Linked DNA regions of Ovis canadensis: region 1 is linked to region 2. Evidence: chromatin contacts called from public Hi-C data. All regions are on one chromosome and are shown on one strand. The core of a region is the stretch at or near the end of the contact, and the rest is flanking DNA. Distances in the headings are between cores, read along the strand shown. Region 1 holds the start of CEMIP (cell migration inducing hyaluronidase 1). Region 2 has its middle 63 kb from the start of ABHD17C.

Region 1 (4,360 bases), core at 349-2,848, 160 kb after region 2:
GGGAGAAGATGCCAGGTGCCCTAGGGCCCTGTTATGGGCTCTTTCCACTAGGACTGTTTCCTCCAGCAAGGAAATATCTAGACCAGTTTTGCCTTTTTGATCTGACCCTGGAGGGCCTCAGTCTGTCCAGTCAAAGAGCTCTCCCCCACATACAGGGAGGAGTTTAATTTACTGAAGACCTGCTGTGACCTAGGTACCTGCACTACTGTGCCCTCACATCCTATGAGTTGGTAAGGAAGCAACGCGTTTTCCTGATGAAGAAACTGAGGCCCAGGGAGGTTAAGATCCCTATGAAAGTGAAAGCGTTACTCTCTCAGCTGTGTCTGACTCTTTGCAACCTCATGGGCTGTAGCCCACCAGGCTCCTCTTTCCATGGGATTCTTCTGGCAAGAGAACTAGAGTCGGTTGCCGTTCCCTTCACCAAGGGATCTTCCTGACCCAGGGATGGAACCCAGGTCTCCCACATTGCAGGCAGATTCTTTACCGTCTGAGCCACCAGGGAGTGATAAGATCCCCATCCGCAGTCACATACCTAGCGTGTCTGACTCTGGTTTCAAATCAAGATCCCTTTGACAGAAAAGCCCACAGGTCTTCCACTTGGAGCAACTGCTTAATCTTATACTAGGATCTCTTTCTAAAGCCACCCTCTCCTTACCAAAGGCAAGCTTGTGTGCCCAACACACAATGAGGCCAAGCAAACCGAAATGTCAGAATTTGGTGCAAAAAAAGTCTATTGCAGTACCTCAAAACCTGAAACTCCGGGAAGAGTTTCAGCAAAGCATTTTTAAAGGCAAGGTGAGGGAAAGGGCAAGGTTGCTGGTTGCAGATGTCTTGATACAGTAATCTTTGTCCGCTGAAATCGGGTCACAGTGTTCCTATAAACTTCCAACAAGACAAATGTTACTCTCTCTTCTGAAACGTTTTCTCTCTCTATGCAAGAACAAGTGTTATCCTCAAAGGTCAGAGCCTTGAGAACGGGCTATCCTTTATATTTCAGGCTACAGGCAACACTGCTAAAGCAACAGAATACAAAGGTTAAAGCAAAAGAAACACATCTAATACGGACTCAGGTCTGTTCTTCCCTATTACACCCTGATAGGATTAGGAAAAAAAAGATTCTGAGACTTAATAACCCTGAACCTCGTCTCTCCGCGATTCTGTGCTAGGCGCTAGGCTTTCTCCGAGAGAGCCTCTTCCCTGGCTGGTTTGGAGTGGGGATTCAGGCCTACGCACCGAGACCCCAAACCCTCTGAGCACGGGGAAGAGGCTCTCGCGGCCAGCCGCTGCTGCTCCTCCCGTGTCCTGGGCTCCAGCGCCCTCACCTGGCTGCTGACGCCGCCGCCGGCGGGCTCCGCGCGCTCGGGCTCCCCCGGGCTCCGCGGGCTCGGGTCTGCGTCTCCCAGAGCGGCCGCCAGAGCCCGCCCGGGGCCGGCCGGGGCCCGGGGCCCCCGCCCGACTTGGGCAAGGGGGAGGCGAGCTTCAGCGGGGGGCGGGTCGGTGGCGCGCGGGCGTCAGGGGCCCCGGGGAGGAGCCAGCCTGGCGCGGCCGGCTGAAGAGCAGGCAGCACTCTATAAAAGCCGCCGCTCTGGAGGGCGGCCGGGGAGCGCGGGCGAGCGCAGCGCGGTGCACCCCGGCTGAGCCTGGCGAGGGCCAGCGGCGCGCGGAGCCGGCGGAGCTGAGCGCGGTCCGGGGCTGAACCCCGCTTTCCCGGACGAACTACCACTCGGCTTGCCCGAGTCCCGGGACATAACCGGGCCGGTCAGTGTGCCACCCGACCGCTCTGGCCGCGGCGCTTCTGGCCCGCGAGGCGTGAGAGTGTCTCGGCTACCGACCCAGAGGTAAGCGGGCCGGCTCGGCGCGCCGGGGCTGTGCGGACTGCCCAGCCTCAGAAGGGAGGGGAGATGGGGGGTTCGGCGCCTCCACCGGTGTTAGGGAAAGCGCACCGCGTCATGGGCTTGTTTGTCTGTCCAGTCTGTGCTGTGCTGTCTGTTCGTCTGTCTGTCCACGTGTCTGTTGATGGGCACACGTCCGCTGTGGGATTTCTCTGAGGTCGTGTGAGACTTTGCAAGGAGCAGGTGCCGGGGGGGCGCCAGTGTCCTCGGAGCGCATCCGGCGGGGAGCAGGTCCCCGTTTTCTGTAGAGTTCCCCGGTTCTGAGTGTCTCCGGGGAGATACTTGCTCCCCGAAGTGTCTCGTCGAGGAGTGACTGCTCCGAGGGTCAGATCGCGGAGTCCAGCTCACAGGGAGTCGGCTCACACCGAGCACTGGGGGGCGCGCGCCTGGCGACAGGTCTGCGCCCTGCTGCTCGGCTTTGAGCGCGGTCTTCCTTCTTGTTTCCCCTGCGCTTCCTGCTGCCTCGCCGCGCGCGCTCTCCCCGACGGCGAGAGGCACCCAGCATCGCTCTGGCACACGGCCGGTGGAGGTTAATTGAATGTTAGATGACAGGAGGACCCCTACTGATGTCTAGACTACGACGCCCAACCTGGCATCGCTGCAAGAGGGTTCAGCAGTCCCTGGAGAGGAATGTCAGCTCCGAGAAAGGTCAAATAAGGTTGGGAATAAAGACAGGGACCTGGCGGAGCCCAGGCCAGGGCCGTGGCCAGCTCTCCAGCTCGCCGCTCTGGGAATCAGGGCCAGAGACACTCTGGAGTGAAGCCGGCGGGACGCATGTGCTCCTGAGAAAGGAGCTCAGTGCGCCGAGGTCTTCCGCCGCAGACTCGCTGTCCGCGCTCTCAAGACCGCCGCGGTTCCCCAAGGGTCCAACACTACGGCCGTCCCAGGCGCGCCGCCAGGAGCCGGGTTTGAGGTCCTGAGTCCTACTTCGTGCAGCCAAGGCTGCCCACAGGTGAGAAAACCCTTTTAAAACGGAACTTTTGATGTGTGAGCCAGTGCCTGGCTGCTGGCTGGGAGCGAGTCTGTCTCTCCATTCCGGCGGTCTGGAGCGTGATCCCGGGCGCGCCCGGGGGCGGGAGCCGGCGGCTCTGCGTGCCCAGGCGCGGCGCCACCATGGACAGCTCCCAGCCGCTTCCTCCACTCCCTGTCGGTGGCCCTGGGTCTCCCGGGGAAGTGGCGCGGTTTTCCTTCCAGACTGGGAGAGTAGGGGTACAGGGCAGGTGGAGAGGGGCCGATGGTCTGCAGGAGCCCTCCGGATCCCGTCCCGAGGCGACGTGAGCCACTCAGGAGGATAAAGGAAGCCTGGGTGGTTTGTGACCCGTTCCGAGATCGCCCAGAACCTGAGCTCTTACCCGACTTTCAGTGTGGTGTCGTGGGGGCTTCTCTGCAGCACCACGGGGCCCTCCGAGGTGTTGTAATTGTGCAACGCACGCTGAGACAGTGAGATGATGCCACACCTAATTAGAGACCCCCACACTCCAAACTGTTTTAGGCGCGTGACATAGGATCATGTTCCGCTTTATTAAATTCTTTAGTAAATACGGTACCAGAAGGCGATACTAGTTTCACAGTTACGGGGACAGAATGGAGAAAAAGCACATAGATCACGTTTACAGAGAATGAGTTTGGATCCTTTTGCAAAAGCAGCTGTGCTGTTTTCCGAGCCCAATCGCTTCCTCCCAGGCGCATAACACTCTTAAAGAAGCTTCCATTGGTTCCTCTTTAGCCCAGTAGAGCATTTTGCAGTTGGTTGCCTGGAAACAGGCTGCAGAGAACCTGTAGGAGTTAATCTGGGCAAATTAAACATCTTCGTTCTCTGATAAGAAATGACATTGGCTGAGGCTCTTTTTGTAATTTTTCAGCTCTGTAGAAGATGTAGCTTCCTTCATCTTAACATTGCCAGAAATTCAGAAGATCTGCTTCTGTTTGTAGAAGGCCTATAGAGAGTAAAAACACTCAAGCATCTTTATTTATTTATTTTTGAAGACAGCTTGTGTGACTTTTCAAAAGTCGCTTAAACTCTTGTCTGTTTCCCCATATGGAAACTGGGGACAACGCAACCAACCTTGCAGAGTTGCCAATGAGAATTAAGTAGTAAAATGTAAAGCTCGTATATCCATGCTAAACACAAAGAAAGCTCCTAAAATGGTAGTGATTATAAGCATATTTTACTTTTTTTCTTTTGCCATGCCACTCAGCATGCAGGATCCTAGCTCCCCAACCAGGAATCAAACCCATGCCCTTTGCTTTGGGTGCTCAAAGTCTCAACCCCTGGATCATCAGGGAGGTTCCCAGAGGCATATTTTAAAGTTGGTTGTGCACTGCTTTTGGATTACATTCACCAGCCCTCTGCTGTCTCTCCTAACCTAGTGATTGTTTAATAGGGACTCCAGCTCCACTTTATATTCATGTTTGAGAACTTGTTGATAGAAATGATGAAAGTGCTGAAGTTGATTACAGTGTTGGAA
Region 2 (3,895 bases), core at 1,193-3,692:
TGATTGATTCTGATACAGAAAGTAAACATGAAACTCACTGTACTGGAGAAGGCTCCTTTGCGTCAATCCTTTGCTTTGGGTTGAAGACAACATTTCATGAAAATTAGAAGGCTTTACAGGTGTGTCAGGTATAACTATTGAATGTAATAACCTGCAAATTGCTAGTGAAATAATAGAATTAATTTGGGGGCCAGCCAAAATAAAAACCACCATAGGCGTTATTTTCTGCAAAAATCCCCCAGTCAACAATGAGTTTAACTTTACAAATTACTCAATCAGTAAGTGACTGAGCCTGAGGCTTGACCTTAGGACAGCTCTGACACCAAAGTCCGTGCTCTGAGCTCCTGCCTTCAGTGTGTGTGTGTGTGTGTGTGTGTGTGTGTGTGTGTGTGTGTGCAGTCACTAAGTGGAGTCTGACTCTTTCCGACCCCATGGACTGTAGCCCACCAGGCTCCTCTGTCCTTGGAATTCTCCAGACAAGAATGTTGGAATGGGTTGCCATTTCCTATTCCAGGAGATCTTCCTGACCCATGGATCGAATCCATGTCTCATACATTGGCAGGCAGATTCTTTACCGCTGTGTCACCTGGGAGACATTCAGTGTCTGAGGGGTCAAACTCTGCCCCCAAATCCATGAGTTCTGATTCCGACAATCCTTGCAGCCAGAGGTCATCGGACCCACCACTCTCTTATCACTCACATAATTTCTGCTAAAGCAGTGAACTCATTGCCTCCCAAGGTGGTCGGTTGGGTTCTGCTCAGCAAACATTGTGAGGTGAGCCTTCCCCATGCAAGTTCAAAGCTATTATCCCTCCACCCATTCACAGTAGTTTGACTCTGGGACCTCATAGAACCACCTTTTGCAGGACGGCCCGTGGGATATCTGGAGACATTAATCCCTTTCTTAGGGTCTATCAGGACACAGAATGGAGCCCCGGGACTGTCCAAGGGGCCAGCACAGAAGTTGAATTGAGAGAGGGGACTGATCTTGAAGAGGTTATTGGCACTCAGAATTGCTGGAATGACACGTAAGGTCTTCCCAAATTCTCCATCTGCCAAATGGAGCCGAACTTAGACTTCTTCTGCCCTGGAGATGAGGACAGCAATGGCTGCTGCCGGAAGAGCAGTCCAGAGGCACGCCGAGTGACAAGGAAGGGCCGTAGCAGGGTGAGATGATGCAGCGGCAGGGCGGTCACCAGGCCTGGCCCATCCCTCACGGCATCCAAGGGCCCCCTTGTGGAAACACAGTGGCCAGATCTAAGTAGTGATTCCCAAGCTCTGATCCTGTCTGACCAGCTGGGCTCCCCATCTTAGATGGGATGGTTGTGACTTGCCTCTCCTCTGTTCCTTTCTCTTCTTTTGCTACTGCAGTCTCTGAAAAAGAGTTGAATACTGGGGCTTCCCTGGTGGCTCATGGTAAAGAATCCACCTGCCAATGCAGGAGACACCATTTCAATCCCTGATCCAGGAAGATCCCACATGCTGTGGGGCAACTAAACCTGTGCACCACGACGGCTGAGCCTGTGCTCTGGAGGCTAGTAGCCCCAACTCCTGAGCCATGAGCCATAGCTACTGAAGCCTGCCCACCCTCAACAAGAGAAGCCACCAAAATGAGAAAAGTACCCCGAACACCACAGTGAACAGTAGGCCCCAATTACCACAACTAGAGAAAGCTCCCAAAGTCGATGATGAATGGCATCAACAACTCAATGGACATGAGTCTGAGCAAACTCCAGGAGATGGTGAAGGACAGGGAAGCCTGGCGTGCTGCAGTCCATGGCATTGTAAAGAGTTGGACAAGACTGAGGGACTGAACAGCAACAACAGAGAAACCCCTTTCAGCAACGAAGACCAAGCAGAGCCATAATATATAAATAAATAAAATCATTTTAAAAAGCAACTGGATATGAGGATAGCAGACTTTCTCTGCAGAGGGCCAGAGAGTAAATATTTCAGGCTCCTGTGGGCCATACAGTCTCTGATACTACTCAGCTCTTCTAACACAATAAGAAAGCAGCCACAGACACAGGCACAGGTCAGTGGCTGTGGTGGTATGCAGCAAAACTTTAATTTTAGACACTGAAACTTTAATTGCATACCATTTTAATGTCAAGAATATTTCTTAATTTTTTTTCAAATATTTAAAAATCACTTGAAGCTTGCTAGTCACACAAAAATAGGCAGGGGTCCTATTTGGCCCAGAGCCCATAGTTTTCTGACCCTTGGTCTAGAATGTTTACTGATGCCAGGTGTCAACTGGGGTGAGAGACTCTGGACCATAGGATTTCCCAAGGGCTTTGACCCAGGACTCTGAACTTGAGCCATGTGCAGTTATATCCCGATGACTCTTCTGGAAATAATGTGGATCCTGGCTCCGCGTGGATCCTCCCCTGCAGCTTCTCTGCCCAGGGCTGTGCCAAGTCCAACATCAAGTGCCTCGTCATATCCGTTTGCGTCTTCACTTTGTGGTGTCACTCCTTGGACGGCTTGGCCTGCACAAGAGGAATACTTGACAACTGCCTGGAGCTTTGGCTCATTGCTGAAAAGGGGCCTGAGGGAAGAAATATGATCAAGAGGAAACGTGAAGGCTTCGGGACAATAGTAGTTTGACAGGAAGCCAGGCACTTGGGGAAGCAGGAATGAACAAAGATTTGGGGTAGGCCACTGAGTGGATCAGCTGAGTTGCTTCATTCATGTCCAACTCTTTGCTACCACATGAAGTGTTAGCCTACAGGCTCCTCTGTCCATGGGATTCTCCAGGCAAGAATACTGGAGTGGGTTGCCATACCCTCCTCCCGCGGGATCTTTTTAACCCAGAGATCGAACCCGGGTCTCATTATGTCTCCTTCACTGGCAGGCAGGTTCTTTACCACTAGCGACACTTGGGAAGCTCCAGTCAGTGGAGGATTCAGTACTTATTCTTCCTGGAGCTGAAAATTTCTATTTTCCCATCATAAAAACATTTCTTAAACTTGATGTACCTTTTTTTGAGTGCTGTGATGAGAGAGTTTCTAGTAAAAAAAAAAAAATACAGCTAATTTTAGTATCTTCCGTTGTTTGTAGCAAGTTGTTTTCTTAATCTGAACTTGGGGGTTTTGAGTTCTGTTAAATACTGTTATTTCTTTTAAATCCTTTGTTTGTCTTAGGAAAGTCCCAGGGCTCTCATTCCCGTTTGCGTGTTGACTTGCTCGCCAAAACCACTGTGTTCAATTCTGTTCTGTCCTGTTCTCTGTGCCACCTGGGGAAATGAAGACCACATGGTTAGAATGGAAGTAGCAGGACCAGAGTCAGAGGACAGAGGCTATCACTAACCAGCACGTCAAAGGACTCACCTTCTATGTTCATTGCTCCTTGCCCCAGGAACGGGCATAAAACTCCCCAGGCACTGTGTCATGAAGGTGGGTGAGAGGTACAGAGTAGACACAAAAGTCAGGTCTTACTGCTCACAGGAAAAGTCCAAGGTAGAATACGTCTCCTACATACAAACCTTCAAGCTGCGAATTTTCAAAGATGCTAATATGCATCACTGGATCATTTTTTCAAGAGGGTAGATAGAATTGAATCGAGCAAGGAATCAGAACCTCTGCCATCAATATCAGGCATGAGTGACATCTCAGCTTGCCCTCCATCTCCTGTTGCTGACGACCCTTCCGCTCCACCATCTCCCACCTCCTCTCCCTCCTCCAGTCAGTGACTCTTCTTGCCTGTTCACTCGATGCCAGCCCCTGTGTGCCAGCTGTGGTACTGTACTCCTGTACTTCTCAAGGTCCTGTACTGTAAGATTAAAAATATTTCCTTTATTTGTTGTGTTTGATTTTATATGTATTATTTGTGTGAAAAGTATTATAAACTTATTACAGTATGGTACTATACAGCAGAATGTGTTATTGGGTAA

Evidence for each region. A called contact is a pair of places that touch in the nucleus more often than the background predicts.
Region 1: a contact with region 2 is called in a Hi-C map of fibroblasts, with 5 times the contacts expected there. The contact joins the promoter of CEMIP here to the enhancer-like site in region 2. A contact is called at or near these places in 2 of 2 Hi-C or Micro-C datasets (fibroblasts and lung).

What each region holds. Positions count from the first base shown.
Region 1 is chr18:40,265,744-40,270,103 of ARS-UI_OviCan_v2, forward strand. It overlaps CEMIP (cell migration inducing hyaluronidase 1), which reads left to right and starts at 1,599. Exons shown (of 28, transcript XM_069559650.1): 1 at 1,599-1,838.
Region 2 is chr18:40,109,814-40,113,708 of ARS-UI_OviCan_v2, forward strand. No RefSeq gene overlaps it. Among named protein-coding and RNA genes, the nearest start is that of ABHD17C, 63 kb to the right of the region's middle. Within about 2 kb of position 2,443, the one cell type or tissue checked has open chromatin away from gene starts, as enhancers often do. A contact at or near this core is called in fibroblasts, where this site is marked.